2 separate regions of the Zea mays genome follow, and region 2 is linked to region 1. Evidence: chromatin contacts called from public Hi-C data. All regions are on one chromosome and are shown on one strand. The core of a region is the stretch at or near the end of the contact, and the rest is flanking DNA. Distances in the headings are between cores, read along the strand shown.

The links. Hi-C and Micro-C count contacts between places; a contact is called where the count stands out from the background.
Region 2: a contact with region 1 is called in a Hi-C map of ear, with 5 times the contacts expected there. The contact joins the promoter of LOC100191913 here to the promoter of LOC100282868 in region 1. A contact is called at or near these places in 5 of 25 Hi-C or Micro-C datasets (ear, leaf and tassel).

The regions. Positions count from the first base shown.
Region 1 is chr1:299,369,986-299,375,599 of Zm-B73-REFERENCE-NAM-5.0, forward strand. It overlaps LOC100282868, which reads right to left and starts at 2,486. Exons shown (of 11, transcript NM_001155774.1): 1 at 2,274-2,486; 2 at 1,435-1,519; 3 at 844-1,143; 4 at 349-507. The coding sequence starts at 2,419.
Region 2 is chr1:299,532,489-299,538,102 of Zm-B73-REFERENCE-NAM-5.0, forward strand. LOC100191913 reads left to right here and starts at 2,695. Exons shown (of 5, transcript NM_001367160.1): 1 at 2,695-3,545; 2 at 5,597-5,614. The coding sequence starts at 3,130.

The DNA.
Region 1 (5,614 bases), core at 1,236-3,735:
AATGGACATGAGTGCAGGGAGAAAACATGGTGAGGACAACCTAATAAACTGTAAAGGTTAAACAGAAGAGTGGATGCATTGTATGAAACAGATAAAGTAAGTAGTGCAGATATCAGGAATGAATTTGTTTAGTAACTACTAAATAGCACAACATGGTAGCATCATTTGACATTACTTCTACAAATTTATCTTCAGTTACCGATATTCTACAAGGCTTGATCAGAGTAGGATACTTCAAATATAAAAAAATTAAGAAACAATAAAAAAAAATCAAGTCACATTAGCACATCTGCCAACATTATCTTTCTTATTCTTCTTAAAAAATGTTAGTGCTACCATAAATATTACCTTGTATGTCTCACAGCTGTCAAAGAATCTCAGACAAATATCACTTGCACGACTCTCACTCAGAACAGAAAAGGCTCGGTTCTTCCCTTGTCCAAGCTTTCCTTTCCCAGAAAGTAGTCCCAACCCAAATGCCACTGCACTAGCTGATGCTCGAGGAACCTGTATTTTGGAACATAGTTAATCTGCTGCAAGCCTGCAAGAGTAAAAATCAGCAACATTTGATGACCGTAGTTGTGTATCTGCATCATTTTGGAACAATTTTGTGGGTTCACCTATTCTCCCGACTCCCGAGTAATCAGATTTTTAACTGTGTGTATATTATTAATATTTCCACAATAGGCCCCTTAAGTAAAAAACAACAGTGGAAAGAATGGCAGTATGTCAATCCAAATGTGACATGCTAGTGTCATTTACCGTTCTTGTGAGAATGAAGAGGGATCATATTAGATGCGAGAATATACACAAATAAATTAAAGAAACCATATCAAAGCTGACCTGGGTTGCTCTTATTGAATATACATCAGGGTGATATTCGTCATCAAATAGATCTTGAAACCTCTCCCTCATTCTGGTAGCTAAATTGTAAAGCTCCTCTTCCCCTTCACTAATCAGCTCACCACCTTTAGTCCTACCCTTCCAGCGTGATTCCCAGCCTTTAATCCAGGATGGAATTTTCTTCAGAGAATCACTATCAAGGACCTGATTTGCCTCTTTCAGAAGGGCTTCCAGTCGAACTGCCAATCTATCCAGCTCCTTGATGCGCTTCTTGGTAGGAGCGCGAGTCCCATGTCTTGCCTAGTAAAAGAAAAACGGATAATATCAGGTTACCACCTAAACATGCAATCCTTTTTTAGAGCTATATCATTTTATTCGTAATTATCTCAAAATACAAATAGTTTGTCCATTACACATTAGGATTTTCTAAAATAAAAAATAGCTTGGCGTCATATAGCCATATTATGAGGAAAAAATGGTTACACTATTTCCCTCAAAACAAACTGAACCAACATGAAATCGTGAACAAATATGAATGCACTATAACTGGGTAGCAAAAAAAAACAGCACAATGTACGGAAGCATACTTACCACTAAATTGAGGTGAATGACACGGCACCCGTCTGGGATTGACGGCATGGAGATGACACTACTGGACTCCCTGGCCACATCATACCTGTACATCTCGAGGTGATTAGATCATTTCGTTCAGGGAAGAAATGGTGAATGCATAGATGAATTCTTGGATTTAAGTTTAGTATCATTCAGATCACGCATTTGCGGATAATGATCTATAGATGTAAAACACACACTGTTCCTACAAATAACCATAAGATCACGAGTACTACATTTTAAACTATTGTAGTGCTTCAGGTGTACAGGTTATGGCATCCATTATCTTACAACATGCTACAACTGAAATGTTTCTATTTACAATTAGACAGATAACCATGTCCCATCCATAAAAAAATTAGCTCAATCAAGATGTAGGGAGAGCGAGTAGTACAGTCAGCCCGAAGCAAAGCTGCGGAAAACTCGGGCCGGCAAACCATAAAGGTTATGACATCCATTATCTTACTACATGCTACAACTGAAATGTTTCTATTTACAATTAGACAGATAACCATGTCCCATGATCCCATCCATAAAAAATTTAGCTCAATCAAGATATAGGGAGAGCGAGTAGTACCGTCAGCCCGAAGCAAAGCTGGGGAAAACTCGGGCCAGCAAACCGTAAAGGTGTCAGTTCAATGGTCCTCCCCAGTCCCCGCAAGCCTCAAAACCCCTCCAAAATCCCTATGCCTTAGTCCCAGTCGCACCAATAACGCGATGGGGATATGTAACACCCGAATCACACTAACGCAGCACGCTAGGAACCCACGGCAGAGAACAAGTTCAGATCAGCGGGCACAGGGTCACCAGCGGCACACCTGGTGACGGTGGAGAGGTGGCGGCGGACGTCGAACTCGTCCGCCCTGGCCGCCCTAGGGAGGGGAGCGGCGGCGAGGAGCGCGGCAACGAGGAGGAGCAGCAGTTGGGGGAGAGGCAGCGGCGCGCGCGGAGCAGCCATGCCCATGGCGAATTCGATTTGCCTTCTCGAATCTCGACTTGCCTTCCCTTTCCAGGTGACAAAAAGCGCGGTTGGGTTGGGTTGGGTGTGGGGGCTCATGGGTTCGAGCCGGTTCGATGCTATGGGAGTATGGACGGCGACCGGGCGGCGGGCAAGCGGGCGTGACACGGTGACACGTTCCCCCGGGCATCTGGACGCTCCAATCGCGCTGGACGGCTGCGATGCGCTGATGCTGCGGAGGACGGCGTGGCGTGGATTTTAAAATATACCCGTGTGATGCAAGGCTGCCACGTGTAATGTGAGAGTGGCTGGACTTCGCCCCTGTTGCGGACTGTCAAACGCTCAGCTTTTCAGTCAGCTTTTATAAAATTCGTATGGATAAAAACCATTCAAAATCAATATAAACAGATAATCGGTTGAGTCGTTGCAATAGTAGGAATCCGTCATTTTGTAGATCCTGAGTCATATGGACATCTTTATCTTACTTTGCACGTAATCCTAATGATACTCAGATTCTCTACACAGCCAGATTCTCTCCACAGCTAGATTCTCAGAAAAGCTGGTCAGAAAAAGCTGAACCAAACAGGCCCTTCGCCTCCCCTCTTCTCTCTCCTTCCGCTTCCCCACGACGCCACCATGGCAATGGGACCCGACCCCAATTCTCCGCGGGGAATTCCTCTATTAGGGGACGAGAATGGGAAAATTTCTTCCCCACGGGATGTAAACGGAAAAAAATTCTCTCCCGACACGTAAACGGGACGGGGATTGTCGGGGACCATAATTAGGGGTACCCTCAAGGCTCCTAATTCTCAGCTGGTAACCCCCATCAGCATAAAGCTGCAAAAGGCCTGATGGGTGCGATTAAGTCAGGGATCAGTCCATTCGAGGGACTCGATCACGCCTCGCCCGAGCCTAGCCTCGGACAAGGACAGCCGACCCCGGAGGATCTCCGCCTCGCCCGAGGCCCCCCTCCAGCGGCGAACATATTTCCGGCTCGCCCGAGGCCCTGTCTTCGCCAAGAAGCAACCCTGACCAAATCGCTGCGCCGACCGACCAAATCGCAGGAGCATTTAATGCAAAGGTGGTCTGACACCTTTATCCTGACGAGCGCCCCTCAGCCGACAGAGCCGAAGTGACCGCCGTCACTTCGCCGCTCCACTGACCGGTCTGACAGAAAGAGAGCGCCGCCTGCGCCGCTCCGACTGCGGTGCCACTTGACAGAGTGAGGCTGACAGACAGTCAGGCCCGGCCGCATGCACCATAGGAAGCTCCGCTTCGCCCGACCCAGGGCTCGGACTCGGGCTAAGCCCCGGAAGACGGCGAACTCCGCTCCGCCCGACCTAGGGCTCGGACTCGGGCTAGGCCCCGGAAGACGGCGAACTCCGCTCCGCCCGACCCAGGGCTCGGACTCGGGCTAGCCCCGGAAGACGGCGAACTCTGCTCCGCCCGACCCAGGGCTCGGACTCGGGCTAAGCCCCGGAAGCCGTCGAACTCCGTTTCGCCCGACCCAGGGCTCGGACTCGGGCTAGGCCCCGAAAGACGGCGAACTCCGCTCCGCCCGACCCAGGGCTCGGACTCGGGCTAGGCCCCGGAAGACGGCGAACTCTGCTCCGCCCGACCCAGGGCTCGGACTCGGGCTAAGCCCCGGAAGACGGCGAACTCCGTTCCGCCCGACCCAGGGCTCGGACTTGGGCTCAGCCCCAGAAGACGACGAATTCCGCTCCGCCCGACCCAGGGCTCGGACTTGGGCTCAGCCCCAGAAGACGACGAACTCCGCTTCGCCCGACCCCAGGACTCGAACTCCGCCCTGGCCTCAGCCAACGGCCTCCGCCTCGCCCGACCTAGGGGCTCGGACTCGACCTCGGCCACGGAAGACGGACTCGACCTCGACCTCGGAGGAGCCTTCGCATCGCCCAACCTAGGGCGCGGGCCGGCCACGTCAACGGGAGGCGCCATCATTACCCTACTCCAAGCTGACTCAGGCTACGGGGAACAAGACCGGCGTCCCATCTGGCTCGCTCCGCTAGATGGGCAATGATGGCGCCCCGCACGCTCCCTGACGATGGCGGCTCTCGGCCCCCTTGCGGAAGCAAGAGGACGTTAGCAAGGACTCGACAGCCCCGACAGCTGTCCCTCCGCCAGGCTCCAGCGCTCCTCCGACGGCCACGACATCACACAAACCGGGCGCCAAAATATCTCCGGCCGCCACGATGGCATGTACTTAGGGTGCTAGCTCTCCCCCGCTAGACACGTAGCACTCTGCTACACCCCCATTGTACACCTGGATCCTCTCCTTACGCCTATAAAAGGAAGGACCAGGGCCCTCTTAGAGAGGGTTGGCCACACGGGGACGAGGACGAGACAGGCGCTCGCGCAAGGCCGCTCGCTCCCTCTCTCGTGTGGACGCTTGTAACCCCCTACTGCAAGCGCACCCGACCTGGGCGCGGGACGAACACGAAGGCCGCAGGATTTCTACCTCTCTCTCGCCCATCTCCGGCCACCTCACTTCCCCCCTTCGCGCTCGGCCTCGCGCCGACCCATCTGGGCTGGGGCACGCGACGACATTTCACTCGTCGGCTTAGGGACCCCCCGGTCTCGAAACGCCGACAGTTGGCGCGCCAGGTAGGGGCCTGCCGCGTGTTGACGAACAGCTTCCCGTCAAGCTCCAGATGGGCAGTCTCCAGCAACCTCTCCAACCCGGGACGGTGCTCCGTTTTGGGAGTCTTGAGTTCGTGTCCCTCGACGGCAACTACGACATGATACTACTTCCACCGCCATGCGACAGCGACAATGGCGGTCGACAGCCCGCCCGCCGTTGGCGGAATCGACGACGTCTTCCACGCGTGGTGGAAGAACAACATTCGAGCTCACCCCGTCCTCTCCCCCGCCGACGGAGGAGGAGGCGGGGCAACCAAGGCCAAGCAGGAGGCAGCGCCTCATCGGCTGTCGAGCGAATCGACGGCGCCAGCGCCCTAACGGGGGGCGCGTCGGGCATCGACCTCGCGTTTGAGACGAGGACGAGCACCGTCTCCCCGCAACGCGCCGATTCCGGGCAAACGGACGACGCCAGCGCGCTCACGAAAGGCTTGCTAGACGTCACCCTCGTACCTGAGACGACGGTGCGGTCAGTCCCCGACGTGACTTCATCGCCGCCCGTCGACCAAGAGGTACCGACCGATTCCCATCTCACGCCTTTCAGAT
Region 2 (5,614 bases), core at 1,445-3,944, 160 kb after region 1:
TTGAGGAGATAGATCAAGAATGTTGTGTTTTCTTTGAAACATAATAGTGCTCCTAGTCTGGATGGCATCCCCTCCGAGTTCTTCCAAGAGTTATGGGAAACAATTAAATATAATTTGTTCAACCTCTTCAAGTCGTTTCACGACGATACGCTTAATATTGAAAGGCTTAATTTTGCGACTGTTACCCTCATTCCAAAAATTCCTAATGCTATTGACATTAAAGCTTTTAGACCGATCTGCTTGCTCAATGTTTGCTACAAAACTATTACCAAAGTCCTGACCAATAGATTGGCTAGTTGCATTACTTCTGTGATTAGCGACTTCCAATATGGTTTCATTAAAGGCAGATACATCATGGATGGGGTGGTTTCTCTTCATGAAATTATTCATGAAGTTAGAAGGAAAAACAGAATGGGCTGATTTTTAAGGTAGATTTTGAAAAAGCCTATGATAAGGTGAACTGGAATTTTCTGCATAATTTGTTGGTGAAAAAGGTTTTGGTAATAAATGGTGCGACTAGGTAATGAAGACTGTTAAAGGAGGAAAAGTTGCCATTAAGACGAATGATTTGATTGGTCCTTACTTCACAACTCACAAAGGGGTTAGACAAGGTGATCCTTTTTCTCCCCTTTTGTTTAATATCGCTGCAGATGGGCTAGCTTGCATGATTCAGAAAGCGCAGGATGAAGGTATCCTTAAAGGTCTCATTCCCCATATCATCACCAATGGTTGTTGTTGTCTTCAATATGCTGATGATACCATTTTTTTGCTTCAGGTTGATCTTGAGGGTGCTAAAAATCTTAACTTTATTCTTTGCTTGTTTGAGCAGATGTCTGGTCTTAAAATTAATTTTCATAAAAGCGAAATCTTCTGCTTAGGTAATGTTGTTGAGAGGAAAAATTGTTACGCAGATATTTTTACATGCCCCTCTAATAGCCTTCCTATGAGATATTTGGGGTCCCGATTGATGATAAAAAACTCTACAAATCTTTGTGGACTTCCACAATGGAAAAAGTTGAGAGCAAACTTGGTTCTTGGCAAGGGAGGTTTCTTAGTTTGGGTGGTCGATTATTTCTAATAAATAGCAGTCTAACCAACGTTCCCCTCTACATGCTTTCTATTTACAAAGCCCCAAAAAGTGTGATAAAAAATGACATTTACAGAAAAAGATTATTATGGCAAGGGGGCCAAAGTAAAAAAATACCACCTAGCTGATTGGAATTTAGTTTGTTCTCCTAAAGATCAAGGTGGCCTGGGTGTTTTGGATTTGAATAAAATGAATGAAGCCCTCCTAGCCAAAAGGATTTGGAATCTGGAAAATTCGAATGGCCTGTGGCAAACCATTATCAGGCAAAAATACATTAAAGGGAGACCTATTATTTCAGTGAAAAAAAGACAGAGTGATTCTCACTTCTGGAAGGGCATCCTTGAGGTTCATGATAATTTTTACAGATTTTGTAAAAAGAAGGTTGGTAATGGGAAGAGTACAAGTTTCTGGAATAACATCTGGTGTGATTCGGTGCCCTTGTCATTTAGATACCCCAACCTGTTTGATATTGCTTATGATAAAAATATCACAGTGGAGAAAGTGCTTTCTTCTGACTTTCAATTTCTAACGTTCAGAAGAAGATTGTTGGGAGATCTGGCTACTGACTACAACAACCTAATTGTTCAATGTAATAAGGTTGGGAGATTTAATTATGATGATAAGGTTGCCTGGTCACTGGGAAAACATGGTTTTTCTGTTAAATCCTTTTACAAGGAAAGTAAGTGTTCTCATGTTCCAGTGCCTTCCAATTTCTTATGGAAAACTAGGTTACCCCACAAGATTAAAGTTTTCTTGTGGCTTGTCTTGCACAATAAGATTCTAACAAGATACAATCTGAGAAAAAGAAGTTGGAAGGGCCCTTTGAATTGTGTCTTTTGTGGATTATCTGAATCCATAGATCATCTTTTCTTTCAATGTTCTGTTGCTCGTTCTATGTGGAGAATCATCCAAACAGCTTTGGATCTGACTTCTGTTCCTTATAATGTTGAAAATCTTTTTGGGCCCTGGATTAATAGTTTCAGCAAGAATGAAAGGAACTTAGTTCTTTTCGGTTGTGGTGCAGTCATCTGGGCAATTTGGCGCTCTAGAAACGATTGTTGTGTTAGTGATAAATTGATTTCTGACCCTACTAACGTGATCTTCTTGTGTTGTTTCTGGATTGATGCTTGGGCATCCGTTAGAAAAAGAGGGAAAAGATCTGGTGGAGCAAGAAAACTTCAGAATCAAAGACAACAAGTAAAATCTTTAAAAGGGCTCATGGGTGGAATCCAGTTGACAGACGCATCTAGTGATTATGGCGCGTTAGTAGGTCCTTTTGGATAGTTTTTTCTGTGAACTTTAGTTAGGTTGATTTGCTATCTGTGTCCTTGTTGGGTTCGCGACTGTCCTATCATGGTTGTGTTCCTGTTGATTCCTCTTGGTTATCTTTTGATGGTCGTTATTATTAGTTGATACTCTGTTTTACGGTGGAAGTTTTTCCCCGTATCGTGTTTACCCCAATTGATAGTCGCATGCTTGTTATCGGCTTTTTCTGTTTTGGTGACGGGTGTCGTCATATAAGAACTCTGTTCCTTTCTAGGGTGTCGTCATGTAAGAATCTGTTCCTTTCTATTTCGTAATGAAATAGGGGTTGTTCCACTTCGTCAAAAAAAACTCTGCAGCCGGTCAATGCAAGTAGGTGGGATTGCTTGTGTTGTGTCAATTCGGACCCGCACCCGCCTAACAAATCCAGCTGGTGGAGTGGAGGCACTGTATCCCGTACCCACTCTGGCCTACTCCATCCACCAAAAGTCCAGGGCCCCAAACGGCCAAACGCAAAAGCGAGAGCAAAGCAAGCTTCGGCCTCACCTCCAGCGGCAGGTGGTGCTGCGGAGCTTCTCCTCGCCCTAGATCCCGCGCACCCAACGCCAGATCAGAGATCAGGGCGCGCCGGCCGTCTCCATTGTCCGGCGGATCCTGCGTTGCGAGCTGGACCGAGAGGGAGGAGCGAGGGAGCGCGCGGGTAGAGAAGGCGGGGCGGGGGGAGGAAGGAAGGAAGGAGCGCCGGCCGGAGCAGACGTCCCCTCGGGGCCCTCGGTCGGATGAGATCGACGATGAAGGCGCAGCACGCCAACGGGCGGGGGAGCAGGAGCCCCTTCCTGACGTCCTACGCGCTCACGCTCGCCTTCATCACCTTCGTCTCCGTGCTCTACTTTAAGGACTTCTCCTCCACGCTGCACCGCCCCTTCCTCCACCGCCCCCGCCGCCACGCCGCCCCAGACAAAAGCCAGGCGGGGCGCCGCGCGGCGGCGGAGCGGCTGCCGTTCGCGGTGGGCGCGGCGCCGGCGGGGTGTGACGTCGGGCGAGGGGAGTGGGTGTACGACGACGCGGCGCGGCCGTGGTACCAGGAGGAGGAGTGCCCCTACATCCAGCCGCAGCTCACGTGCCAGGCGCACGGCCGCCCCGACCGGGCGTACCAGCACTGGCGGTGGCAGCCGCGCGGGTGCTCGCTGCCCAGGTACGCTCACGGCTTTCCCCATCTCCCCTTCCTTTCCCTCGTCGAGGTCGCGGGTGGACAAGCGGCGGTAATTCTGATCCGGCGGGCCGGTGCTCTTGATCCGGACCAGACCGAATCGAGCTAGCGTGCCCGTTTCAAATTAATTCTGATCCGGCGGGCCGGCGCCTCAGGCAGGATCACGACGTGGGAGTGGGATCGAGATGCGTGCGAACAGAGCCGGCGGCAAACGGTGAGGTTTCGAGGCTTGCCTTGTCGCTCTCGCTTGTCGGCAACTCGGCATACGCTTCGTTTTGGACCACCATCCGAGCGCTCGGCCGGTAGCGAGCGCGCGGCACGCGGCGCAGGCGCCAGGCGGCGGACGCGCGAGTCCCCGGGGGCCGGGGTTGGGCCTTGTGGCCCCGTCGCCGAGACCGTAACCTCGCAATCGTAGGTGAGCAGGTAGCCATGTGGGCGGTGGGGCGCGGCAGGCCATACAGCGGGACACGGGGCCCATGTCCGTGCGGCTCGGGGCTGCCGCTGGATGGCAGTGTCGGCAAGCAGATGCCAGATACTCCTAGATGCGTATTGAATGTTGATGTGGGCACCTGCCCTCAGGCCTCAGCTCCCGGCGGTGCACCGCCGCCATGGGAGTATGGGACTATGGGAGACGCGAGCGCGAGATGTCATGTGCCGTGGGCACGGTACACTCGATGATGCAGTCTCGCATGGTGGCTCCAGTTGGTAATTGATGCATAGCTAGCCCTGTGCCCTGCGTGCTACCGGGCGAGCAAGGTGCAGGCTGTCACGTGGGAGCACGAGGTTCGGGCAACAAAGCCACAGAGGGCCGGCAGTGTGGTCCGTCTGGTACGGTGGAGCCGTGACCGAGCCGTTGATCGGTGGATGCCTCCAATTGCAGCATTTGTGCGGTTTGGTGCTTTGTTTCTATCCAACCTCATACTCTCAGCTTTCAAAACTTTACTATTACGTTATTGATTGATGTGACGCTTGAGGACATTTTGTTCATAATATAAATCGGCATAATTTTATACATATCTAGTACTATATTATGACATTAAATCTACTTGGATTACAATAAAGAGGTCGGACCCATTACAGCTCTCACCAGGCCTGCCCTTCTCTACTTGGATTACAGAACTAGGTCTAAATCTACTACATACAGTCGGTCATGCACATTTTGTTTGTGAATACATTTTGAGTAACAGAGGTAACGGAGATATTTTTAGACGTGAAGATATAGGTCACATTTTTGTCTATGGAAAAAAAAAACTTTTTCGACTTAGATGCAGATAATGGTCACTGTTGCTAGCGATTAGTGAATAGGATTCACTGTAGAACGAGTTGAGCTATTCTTTTATCAGTGGCAGTATTTTCTATTTTGAAAATGTGCTTGGCAAATTGGCAATGTCTTAGCCTATCCGCACTCATATAACTCTAAATTTCTACCCTAAAAAGAATATTCCATCTTTGTCCGCAAAATCCTTTACCTTATATCATAATCCTCCGCATTCATATTGACTACATATCTCAACTCTATACCAACTACCATATATTATATCATTTTTCAAATCACTTTCATACACATGTTGCCGCTGCTGCTCATTGGTACATTGTATAGAGTGGTTGCCGTACGTACGCTCGATGTGCCGTTCTTCATGGGCGTACCCAGTGCCATAGCCTTTATACACTGTGCAGGGTCTAGGGAATGGTATCTTTAAGCACCAAGCCTTACCCGCATAATATGCGGAGGTTGGGGCTCGAACCCGAGACCATCCAGTTACAGACGGTAGGCTCTACCGTTGCACCAGGCCCACCCTTCAATGTGCCGTTCTTCATGCCCACCTCTATTCTGAGTACACGGAAGCGATTGGTCGCTGTGGCTCTTTTATTTACTCCAACTCGGTAGAGTAGCGCGTAAGGTCTGTGACTGCGGACAGCCTTATATGAGTGCTATTGGCTACTATCTGGTTCCTAACTGTCCTATGGAGTTTTTGTAGAAATAACTCATCTTTGTGATGCACAGTATCTTACAAGAAAAATGTCTTCTGTTGCAGCTTCAATGCAACTCTAAT